Linked DNA regions of Zea mays: regions 2 and 3 are each linked to region 1. A link is a contact called in public Hi-C data. All regions are on one chromosome and are shown on one strand. The core of a region is the stretch at or near the end of the contact, and the rest is flanking DNA. Distances in the headings are between cores, read along the strand shown.

Evidence for each region. A called contact is a pair of places that touch in the nucleus more often than the background predicts.
Region 2: a Hi-C map of endosperm shows a contact between it and region 1, with 2.5 times the contacts expected there. The contact joins the promoter of LOC100381572 here to the promoter of LOC100191604 in region 1. A contact is called at or near these places in 4 of 25 Hi-C or Micro-C datasets (ear, endosperm, leaf and 1 more).
Region 3: a Hi-C map of ear shows a contact between it and region 1, with 2.7 times the contacts expected there. The contact joins the promoter of LOC100280734 here to the promoter of LOC100191604 in region 1. A contact is called at or near these places in 4 of 25 Hi-C or Micro-C datasets (ear, endosperm, leaf and 1 more).

Annotation. Positions count from the first base shown.
Region 1 is chr5:195,817,128-195,821,080 of Zm-B73-REFERENCE-NAM-5.0, reverse strand. It overlaps LOC100191604, which reads left to right and starts at 1,788. Exons shown (of 10, transcript NM_001367112.1): 1 at 1,788-2,073; 2 at 2,695-2,762; 3 at 3,497-3,567; 4 at 3,666-3,902. The coding sequence starts at 1,961.
Region 2 is chr5:195,957,839-195,961,933 of Zm-B73-REFERENCE-NAM-5.0, reverse strand. LOC100381572 (putative leucine-rich repeat receptor-like protein kinase family protein) reads left to right here and starts at 2,148. Exons shown (of 2, transcript NM_001174397.1): 1 at 2,148-3,071; 2 at 3,729-4,095. The coding sequence starts at 2,426.
Region 3 is chr5:196,005,457-196,009,046 of Zm-B73-REFERENCE-NAM-5.0, reverse strand. LOC100280734 (cell division cycle protein 23) reads right to left here and starts at 1,390. Exons shown (of 4, transcript NM_001153654.1): 1 at 1,242-1,390; 2 at 805-1,174. The coding sequence starts at 1,330. LOC118472089 (a long non-coding RNA gene) reads left to right here. Exons shown (of 2, transcript XR_004849645.1): 2 at 2,722-3,240.

The DNA of each region.
Region 1 (3,953 bases), core at 539-3,038:
GATGCGACGACTTCAAGGATTAGAGTTGGTTTCTGATAGTGACTGTGTACATCCCTTGCCAAGCTGTGGGGGCATTTCTCCCATCTCCAGTGCATGCAATCGATACTTCCAAGCATCCCGGGAAAACCCCGTTCTTCGGCTTTAGCTAGTAATTGTGCAACCTCCAGATTGTTTGGAGCCCTAAGGTACGAAGGGCCAAATACAACCACAATAGACTTTGTAAATCGCTTGAGGCTTTCAATAATTGTGCTTTCTCCCATTCTCAAGTACTCGTCTAATCCATCAGCTGGTCCTCCATAAGCAATCATACGTAGTGCTGCAGTCATCTTTTGCAACGGCGAGCACCCTACGACTCCAGCAGCATTAATCTTATGCTCAAAATACTCATCATATATCTTAATCTTCTCGAGAATGTGAAGAAATAGCCGTTTTGTCATTCGGAAACTGTAATTAATTAGATCATCATTTCAAAAGATGGAACACCAAAATAACTAAATATTAGCAATCTAGTTTTTACCAACACGTACCGTCTGCGAAAAAGCTCATCGGGGTACACAGACTGATCAACAAAGTAGTCATTGTATAATCTAATGTGACCCATTTGTCGATCACGATAGACCACGTGGTGCCCGAACACAGAACCTACTCTTCTTTTCTTCGTGCCCAATCTTCTACTCACTATGGCAGCAACTTCTTCTTCCTCGCTAGAACTTCCATGATCAGAGAGTCTAAGGAAATCGTGCACCATATAATTTGCCATAGTCTCAATGGATGAAAACTGAACTTGGCGCTTCAAACAATCGTCACGCACCGCCCATCCATTCAGCTTTGCAACTTCTTAAACAGAGAGACCAGATCAGTTCACCAGCTCATCATCTTCAACCTATTCTCGACCAACCTAAATCAATCATTCAATTCCAAATCCATTGACGACACACTAGGGAGTCAAAGCATCAAAATAGAATAGATCGAAGAAAGACCCATGTGAAAGAGATGATGATACCCATCAAATTGAAGATCACATTAGGTTGATTAGGAATGTGACACATGGATTATTACCTCTGCTGAACTGCTTTTGGAAGCAACTGTCGGCAACACAAAGGCTTGGTGGCGCAGTGACGCACGGCACGGCGGTGTAGGGTGCTGGGACTCGGTGGTGCAGCGGGTATGTTGCGACTGCAGGTGCCAGCGCAGGGTGGCGGCGACAACCGCCCTCCCTACAAACGCGCGAAGCAAACTATCCTCGGCGGATTGGTTTTACAGTTGGAGGCATCGTATATGGATTTTTGGGCTTTAGACTCAAACGACTGTTTGCATCTTCTAATTTGGGTCCTGCACTTGGAGATGGTCTAAAGACTAGTACCTAAGAGACCCACATTAAATTGAGTTGTAAATGTTCTAGGTGTTTGTCAGTTTGTTGTTGGTGTATTGTTGTAGATTGTTTTTATTTACCAGTTTAACATGTCGGTTTTTCTCTTAAAAACATTTCTTTTCACTTTTTCAGTAACCCCTTTGCGTGACCAGTCATGTAATGCCACGGTCATCTCATCAAACCTCCAGCGGGTCGGTGGTTGGCCGGGTCGGTGGTTGGACGCACAGGCCTTCCCTTCCTAGAGACCAGACCAAACGAGCTGACAGATGGCCTCCCCTTGGACCTTGGCCTGCCGCGAGCCCCACCTGTCAGCTGTCAACCTCCAACCAGAGCCCACAGCCCCACACCACAGCAATCCCAATCCGCTCTCCCCAAACGGCCGTTTCCTCCTCCCGTTGTCAGCTTCGTTTCGCCTCCGGAGTCTGGCATCCGCGTCGCGAGTCGCCAAACCAAACCCACCGCCCTTATAAAGACACCTTCCCCTTTCCCGTCGCCCTCCTCTGCCCTGCTCGAGCTCCCCTTCCGCGCTCCCTACCCACAAGCCTTTCCGCAGGTGCGCCGCCTCTGCGAGGTGGGGTGACTCCGTGAATGGGTGACCTGGGAGGAGGAGACTGGCGGGAGGCGGTGGCCGAGAAGGGGTTGGCGGAAGCCGACGGCGGGCCCGACCATCTGGTGATCATGGTCCACGGGATCGTCGGGAGGTTCGGCCGCTTCCTTTGTTTAGCTGATTTTCCTTCCATTTAGCGGCGTAATTGATCGAGTTCAGTTCTTAATTGCTCCGAGAAAACTTATTGCCGTACGCTTTTTTCACGCGGGGAAAATATTTTGGTTGTTTCGAGAACGTTGAGTTTTTTTTTCTGGTTAGTTCTCTGATTGCTCTGACCATCATCTGGATTAATTCCTCGCTGCGGCGCGGGGTTGCAAAAGTAGTTTCCGCCTTTCCGGGATGATCGTTGCTTCAAGTTTCCTATGTTTTTCTGAATGAATAAGGTAAACTAGTGGTTTGAAGACGCAAAATGTGCTCTTAACGAATCGGGGTGTCTCGTGCGGTGACGCCATGAGATCTGCAATGGGCAGGTTGGCAGTTCCAACTAGCCACGCTAAAGTATGCCCATTCCCATGCTGATGGATTCAGAATAACTAAATAGAGTAGTACCAAAATGAAACACGGTTTGGTAAAATTTCGGTGCATTCACATCATGTATATGCATTTGGGCTATATATTAGTGATCTTTTTATGCCTTGTTTGGTACAGGTAGCACCGTAGCAGTTTAGTTGTTTCGGCCAATGTATTGATCCTTACTCATTATTTTGTTGTACAGCACAGCAGATTGGAAGTTTGGAGCTGAGCAGTTTGGTAAACTGCTCTCAGACAAAGTTATAGTTCATTGTAAGCTCTCTCATTGTGTTCTCCAATTTTTATTGACAGTATCTCATGAGCTGTGAATTTTATATCTACCAGCGTCCATTGTATTGTACTTTTTCAAATGCCAATTGGACAACTTAGCATATCACAATTACCAATCCGTTTACTCATGCATTTGATTTCAAGTGGCGTCTGGCCTTTACACCTGAGGTGCTTGGTTGATGGCTTGATGCATTGATTTTTTTTCTCAAACATGCAGGAGAGTTGTGTCTCATTACATTAAGAGAGAGAGAGAGGGAGGGAGGGAGGCTAAAACCTTGTGGTGTCCTGTGGTGGATGGGGTATGCCTCAATGCCTAGGCGATGCCCCCAAAACCATATTGGCTAGGTGCAATTCATACAAACACCAACACTTTTAGATGAAAGTTACGATCACACCAGGGATCAAAATAAGGGAGCAACCAGAAAAGAAAAGAAAGTTTCTTTCAAGCTGTTCCTGTTGGCAGATTATGTGTGCTTGATACAAATGATTGGTTTGTTGTTACATGGCACTCAACTTACAAAGAAATAAGATAGGAGCATTATCTTATATTCTATGGTTTGTTTGGCTCTTGGAATCTTGTTTCCTTGAAGAATATATACTTAGCCATGTGCAACTGATGATGCAGAAAGTTGCACCATTAAAGATGATTGTGGCGATGTTTCTGTGTTATTGTAATCTTTTCTTATGCTTACTTCAATGATTTTTTAAATGTGTAGGTAGCAACCGCAACATGCACAAGCTCACTTTAGATGGTGTTGATGTGATGGGTGAACGATTGGCACAAGAGGTTTGTTCTTTCATTATGCTCTTGCCTGTTTTCTGACCATGTGTTCTGCTCTTCTTTATGTTCCTTCTGCAAACTGATGACAAATTATCTCAATGAAGGTTATTGAAGAAATCAACAGAAGACCGTATATCAAAAAGATATCTTTTGTTGCACACTCTGTTGGAGGATTGGTTGCTAGATATGCTATTGGAAGACTTTATAAACCACCTAAACGAACATCAGAAAATACTCCACAAACTCTGGATGACAACAATATAGGTACCATACATGGACTTGAGGCAGTGAACTTTATAACAGTTGCGTCACCGCATCTTGGTTCCAGAGGAAATAAGCAGGTACCTAGTAACATCATCGCATTCAGAAATGAAAAACAATCTATCATTTCT
Region 2 (4,095 bases), core at 899-3,398, 140 kb before region 1:
CCAGCAAACGGCACCGAACACTGAAAAGGACCTGTCCACGCCAACACACGCATGCATGGTCGCTTCTTCCAACTCCCAAGGCTTGTGTACCAAGCATACGTATGCATCATTGCTGAAAGTGTTTTCGAATAATGCACGGTGGCTGACTGGCTGTGTAAATCACTTGTAGGCGTCGTGGTTGAGAAGAGCGTGACCTTCCAACGGCAGCGCGAAAAGGCACGTACATTTGTGTTTTTGTGTCCATCGGTGTGCCTAAACATCGAGCAAGCGCCTATCAAGAAACAGCTGGAACACCGGGCACCTATGGGTCTGATTGGTTGCCCGCATATAGGCCAACCAGGCTCACAGTATGCGGCCTTAGTGTGTTTGGTTGTAGGTTGCATCCACGTAACCAGGCGCGTGCTACTTTGCCGCTTGTTTGGTTTGCCGCATATGCATCAGCGCCTGTGTCTCGCGATGCAAAAAAGGAGCTCGGACCAGGCTCTGGAGATGCGACCAAAATCTGCGCATCTGTGGAGCCAGGCTCACGCGATGCACAGCCAGGCTGCCGCGGGCCTGGCTCGCTCGGCCATGCTGCCTAGATACGGCAACCAATCAGGCCATTATGATTTTGTCTGGCACGTACGTCTGTCATGGAAGCGGTGTGCCTAAACATCGAGCTGGCAGTGTGTAACCATAATCTATGTTTGTTCCTAGTGAAGCCATGGAAGCGGTGGTTACGAATGCGAAGCTGCGAACGCAGGGTGGAGCCTGTTCAACGAGAGTGCTCGTAGATACATGTGCAATCACCCATCACAGATAATAAGACAGACAATCGGCAAAATAGAACGAACTGTCCTTCAGAAAAGTAATTGCACGAAGATCTACGTGTGCCTTCTGCTCCCCCGTCGCCAGTACTACAGCAGCGGTAGTAATGAACCACTCCGTCAATTTTTAATGCACCACCAGAGACTTCAATTGACGAGAGTACAGTACATGAGTACCTACCATGCAGCCATGCAGGTACTATACTACCCTCATATCCACGCAGTTACCCGGAATCTATCACATCCGCGCCGTTAAGCTTCGATCCAACAGCCACTGACCCTCCACGAAGTCCCAGCGGATCCCTCCGCCACTCCGTTACACTGATGAGAAGCTGGCAGCCAACCAACGCGGGGACCGGCCCCGCCGTCCATCTGCGAGCGTCCTGTTTCCGGCACCAGCATCTTAGGCCCAAGGTAACTACGGTACGCGCGATGGGAATTGGATACCTTCTGTCCGCTAGTCTAGTCTAGTCCCGCCCTAGCCCTACTCCCAAGTCCCAAATCCAACTGCCGAAGCCACCATCCACCGTGGCCCGTGTCAGCCATGACAAACAAAAACTCAGCTGGACGGAAAAGACCGTCCCCGGTATTAATGCATGGAGTCGTCACTTAAAGGATACACATAATCCACTGAAGGCTAAGAAATCAAATCCAGGTCTTGAATGTGCTACTCAAAAACCTTTAACCCCTCTAGATCTGCCAAATTTCAATGAGAAAAAGGCTCATCGAGATGTGCCCCAGATCCGAGTGGCCTACGAGCTCGTTGCAGCTCGCTAGCTAACAGAACTCGGCTTGCGAGCCGGCTCGGTTCGGCTTACTAGCTACAACTTAATAGATAATATTGTATTATATATGGAATAAATAATATATAAATAAGAAATATAGATCATAATGAAACATTACAATTATCTAAATTATAAATTATCATATATTCATTATTAAAGACTAAAAACACAAATTAGATATCTATATAATTATCCAATATTAATCGGTATTGTGTATGTTGCTTTATCTGATAGCTTAGCTCGACTCGTTGCACTAACAGGACTTGAGAAACTAGCTTCGCTCACCTTGTTTGAGACTCACTACTTTGAACCGAATCAAGCCGCTCCGAGCTCGAACGACCTTGGCTCGATTTTTTTTTCAATAACGCCTACCACTACCCTGCGGGCTGCGGCCCTGCCCGGCTGCCCCTACTGCTCGAAAGGAAAAAACCATTAACTAAAAAAAGAGGCCAACAAGCCGAAAGCTCCCCGCATTCCCGCAGTCTCAGTCGCACAGTGATAAAGGCCTCGAGCCGAGGCGACAAGAATCTCTCAAGACAGCCAGCCACGCACCTCCGCGCCGAGCTCCTCCCTTTGCCTACCGCCCTTCCCACCGCGCGAGGAAAAAGCCAGCAGCAGCAGCAAGCAAGCAACTCAGCGGAGCACGGCAAAGCAAACGAAGAGCTCGCGTTGGCGTTGCCGACTTGCCGTGCCTTGCCTAGCTAGCTTCGCCACGACGAACCTGACGTGAGAGCGCGGCGACCACCCCCACCGGCCACCGGCGCGCGAGTAGCTTCCTGTCGTTCGTTCCCTCCGAGAGCGTCTATTTACCCCCGAGAGAGCCGGACGCGCGAGATGGAGATGGCGGGGGCGGCCGAGGCCGACACGCCGTCGCACGAGCCGGTGCGCACGGGCCGGAGCAACACCATCCTGCTCCCCATCGTCGGCGTCCTCTTCGCCTACCTGCTCTACCGCTTCCTCCGCCCGCGCCTCCGCCGCGGCCTGCGCCTCGACCGCCACGTCCCGTTCCCGTCGGGCGCCTCCCTGCCCGCCTGGCTCCGCCGCCGCGCGCCCAGCGGGAGCGCCGTGCTGCCCTACTTCGCGCCCATCGCCGACCGCCTCGGCGCGCTGCCGTACCTCGGCCCCTTCGCCGACCGCCTCCCGCACGGCGGCGGCGCCCACGCGCTCGTCACGTTCCCCGGCGGGGAGGCGCTGTCGGTGGCGACCATCCTCGAGGCGCCCGGGGAGGTCGTCGCCAAGTCCGCGCACAGCACGCTGTACCGCGCCGCGGTGCGGTCCGGGGAGGCCGCGGTGCTGCTCCGGTTCGTGCGCCCCGCCTGCGCCGTCGCCGCCGAGGAGGCCTACGCCGCCGCGCGGAGGGTCGGCGCGGTCAGCCACCCGAACCTCGTGCCGCTCCGCGCGGTGTACGTCGGCCCCAGGGGCGAGAAGCTACTCGTGCACCCCTTCTACGCCGCCGGCTCGCTCCACCGCTTCTTGCAAGGTTGGTTACGCTTTTGCATTCTTCGCTTCTTCCTAGTCTCTCGTCTACATCTGCAGTTCAAGCAGTTTTTCCTCCCCTCCAGCGGCTATGGCGCTATGCTAAATCGCATTTCAAACACGAGCCTTAGTACTTGTTGCGTTGCGTCATCTGGTCAATTATTGTCGACAGATTTGATAATCTAAACATGTACTTTTAGAAATATCATCTCAGGCCACCGTCAAAACAAGATCTCGCACCTGTATTCGACAATGCTATACGAGTACCAGCACACCCCCATATGTATGGGGGTACGGCGGTACGCTATACATATCCCAGCTGTTTGCATTGCCAGTTTGCCACCCACCTTGCATCATCATCATTGCTATGACACTTTTTTTTTGCTCTTCACGCTGCATGTTGTGTTTAGCATGATCAAAGCGTAATTGTTTTGCATTCGATCTGAAATCGTCATTTTTTCAGTGTGTTAGACGTCATTTTTAAAAAGCTCAAAAGTAAATTGAAAGGGTCGACCCAAATGAGTTCGAAATCTAGTTTAGGAACATCCTTTCGGTATCAATTGATGTTCTGAACAGATAGTTGATAAATGAAGTTGTTGTGTAACATCCTTTCGGTATCAGCTATGGCGGTAGCTAATTGCTTTGTTGCTAACATTTGCAGAGGGGATCGAGGAGTCTCATAGATGGAGCATAGTCTGCAACCTTTCTCTGGGCATTGCCAAGGGACTGGATCACCTGCACACAGGCTTGGACAAACCGATGGTCCATGGCAACCTCAAGACGAGCAACGTCCTTCTGGACGCCAACTACGAGTGCAGGATATCGGACTACGGCCTCTACCTCCTGCTGAGCCCCGCCGCTGCCCAGGAGATGCTGGAGGCCTCCGCGGCGCAGGGGTACAAGGCGCCGGAGCTGGTCAAGATGCGGGACGCCACGTGCGAGAGCGACGTCTACAGCCTGGGAGTGGTCCTGCTCGAGCTGCTCGCGCAGAAGGAGCGCGCGGACGACGACGGCCGGCCGAACCCGCG
Region 3 (3,590 bases), core at 141-2,640, 190 kb before region 1:
AGGTTCGAAGCAGCTTCTCCGTATTTTCTGGGGGACGCTTCAGTTTAACCCTTCCCCAGACCACCTCTCATATGGGAGCCTCTGGCACTGGGTTTGTTCCTTTTTATAATTATAATTTCTTGATTGAATGTAATATATCCATCAAATTCAATCATCACAGTGAAACTTCCCTGCTACTTGGAAGGAATCATTGGTTCACATCTTCCATTATTTCTTATGCTCATAGAGCTAACAACTTATCAATAAATAGCAAACCAATAGCTATGTGGAATACATGACCAGAGGTTTTATAAATGTCAAACCATTCAATTCGCTTGAAGTACATGAGCACAAAGCACTATACAGAACCCATAAATTGGACCATCACAAGTTGGAACAGCTCTTATTACTCGTTAGTCCTGCAAAGTTCTGTTCGGTCTTTTAGGTAAAATGGTAAAACCACAATAAACCAGATTTTAGTAACCACTCCATTCTCACATGGAAGTAACTAAACAGACTCCTGAGCCACTAAAACATGTCGATCCACATAAATAAAAGACAAAAGAGTACTACTATCTCCATTCCAAATTATAAAATGATTTGACTTTTCTAGATTCATAGATTTTGTTACGCTCGGAGATATAAACTGGTAAAAAAACTATGTATCTAGAAATGCCAAAACATCTTACTAACCAAATCTCACCTACAATGCAGCAGCTCTACTGAGGCATCTCATCAAACACCACTCGCCCTATCCTAGATCTGAAAACACGCAGATGCACCGAGAAAATAAACGCAGCAAGTAAGAAGCTGATCCTAGCTCACCATGTAGAGCGCGTAGCATCGCAGGAACACTGCCTTACGCCCAACCTGGTTCTGCAGCACGTGCGCGGCGCGGCGGTACTCCCGACAGTCGAAATAGGTCTTGGCCAGCAGGTATTTGTCGCCGCCCGAATCGAACGCGTCGTCGTCGGGGATGGGCGTGCTGACGTATGACACGCCACCGAGCGGGGTCCCGGCCTCCGAGCTACTGCCGCCGCCGGGGCGGGGTCGGTGGCGGAAGCTGGAACCCCCGCTACGGTGAAGGTGCAATAGCCGCCCCGCGGAGGCTGCGGACGAGGAGGATGGGGAGTCCATCGCGGCCGAAGGGACCGGGGCCGCATCCAGCTCTACGCCGACGAGCAGCTCGGCGGCCCTGCGAGGGGGGTTGTTAGGGTTCGGGGTTTAGGGTTTGAGGAGGGGATTTTGACGTGGGGGCATACCATTTAGCGGCGGAGTAGAGGCAGCGCTCGCTGAGCTGGCGGGAGGAGGCGCGGAGCTCGGCGCGATAGCTCTCCTTGGCGGAAGCCATGGCTCCGGTCGGGGCTTGCTTGAAGCAGATCGACGCGAGAGCGCAAAAATTATTTGAATTCTTGCGATACGTGGAACCGTGGAGTGGAAGGCGGCGATGATGATACTGAGGTTTGAGGTTTGTGCTGGTGTAGGAATTTGGACCGAGTTCGGACTTCGGAGGCAGAACTTCGTTAGGTTGGGCCTGACTACGAAGAATGGCAAAACCAGGCCTGCTATGTGCTATGGTTGGTCAGTCGTTATCGGGGACCGCATGCATTATGCATACGTATATTTCTAGCCTTTGGTTGTTTGAGGCGTTGAGCTACTGCTAGTATTACACGTATGCAGAGCCGCAGAGGCAGCAGAACTTGGTTGGCTAGTCCTTCTTGCCCTTGAGACAGATTTGATCCACCCTCGGTCTTGTGCAAGCCACACCTCACGTCCTAATTCGCAAGCCTGATCTATTTTTTTACCAAGTATTTGTCTTTGGTTTTACCATCGCATGATCGTCGCTATGTAGGCACTATCTAATCCACACATTGGATGAACTTGCAAGAGTATATGTAGATGTCATAGATCAAGTTAAATAACAATAACGGTAAAGAAATGATTTAGTTGTTGTTATTGTAAAATTGGCATCCAGGTTTATATACTTCAATTTTGGATTTAAAAATTATGAAATGAAGCTATATCAATTACTATTATTAAGTATACTAGGTATGTGCCCGTGTGATGACACATAACATAAATTGACAAGCCTCCAATAGCTCAGGACTCTGGCGACAGGCAACGTGATTACACCGGTTAAGATAAAATTCGTGATTATATAATCTAACAAATTAACAACGTGAATGTTAGTTCAAAATTTGTTAGATTATATAATCTGGATAGATTATAATCCCAAACAAACACTCACTTAACAAATATGAAAACTAATAGCATAGAACAGTCTCGCAAGTCATTCTGTCAGAGCCAGGAATGGAAAGTAATAAGATCTAACTGTGTTTTTACATGGACAGACACTAAAAGCACATGTCTGGATCAATTTCCAAACACAAATTTACCAACTACACCCAGGACTAACTACAGCTAGGGATCAAAACAACAAAGCTTGTACTAATCTTCCTGAAGCAAGTCAGGAGCTTCAAACCATAAAAACATAAATGGACCCTTTGTTGTTGGAGACATATGTTACTTCTTTAGAGATTACAACCTGTAAAGATGGCACTCAAATTAGGCAATGCCATATAAATTGTTTACTAAACTAAGTATAGTTTTACAATTAGAATGAATAACTGTCGTTTTTCATTTGTTGTGTACAATACAAGACCACGGAATGTGATTGCTGCTAGTGGTGGTGACCTGAACTTGGAAGAAATTAACATTCATTTTTTATAACAAACATTGCAGGGAACTCTACTTGGCGGAATAATTTAAAGCATACAAACAAGAACTCAGATATGCAAGTAGGGCTGGAAACGAGCCGAGCCGAGCTCGGCTCGGCTCGGTGTCTGAACGAGCTCGGCTCGCGAGCCATATTCTGGTACTTATCGTTGCATTATTTGGTGTTGGGACTATGCTTCGTCGCCGAAGGTCTTGTAGGAAGAAGCTGCTTTCGGCTGAAGCTGTTTGTATGAGATGGTCGAAGGTTCCTCTTCATGAATCTTCGGTATTACAAACCGACTTAAAGATAGAATGACCTTTTTAGTCCATAAAGGCCTGAGTCAATGTTGTAAACTTTTATAAAGGGCATAATTGTAATTCCCCACAGGCTGTGTCCTGTGCCTATAAATAGTGAACAGTATTCCTTTACTGTTCACGGATTCCTGTAATTGCAATCGCATCATTTGGGAATCAATCTTTGTCAAGGCAGAGGTATAATTGTATTCAATGATTTAATATATCAAAATATGATTCATTTATGATTCATTTATCTTTGATACCCTTTATTTTATATTATTTGGTATAATCTATTAAAATTAGATTACGAAGACTTAACCTTCGTAATCATATTCTCATTAACCTTTGTCCAAGGTTCATTATCCTCAAGGGAATAATGCTTCGTGGACGAAGGACGTTGACATTTAACATTTCATGTTGCCTTGTTCTTAATTCATAGCATTTGAGAACAAGTCTCCAACATTGGCGCCCACCTCCGGTGAACTCACTTCCACTTTTTTTGAGCTGATGGCTTCGTTCAACGATCAAGCTGGAGCTGCTTCGGCTCCGAAGCTGCTACTCCCGATAACAGGCGGTTCATGTTCAGAGCCAGCCAACAA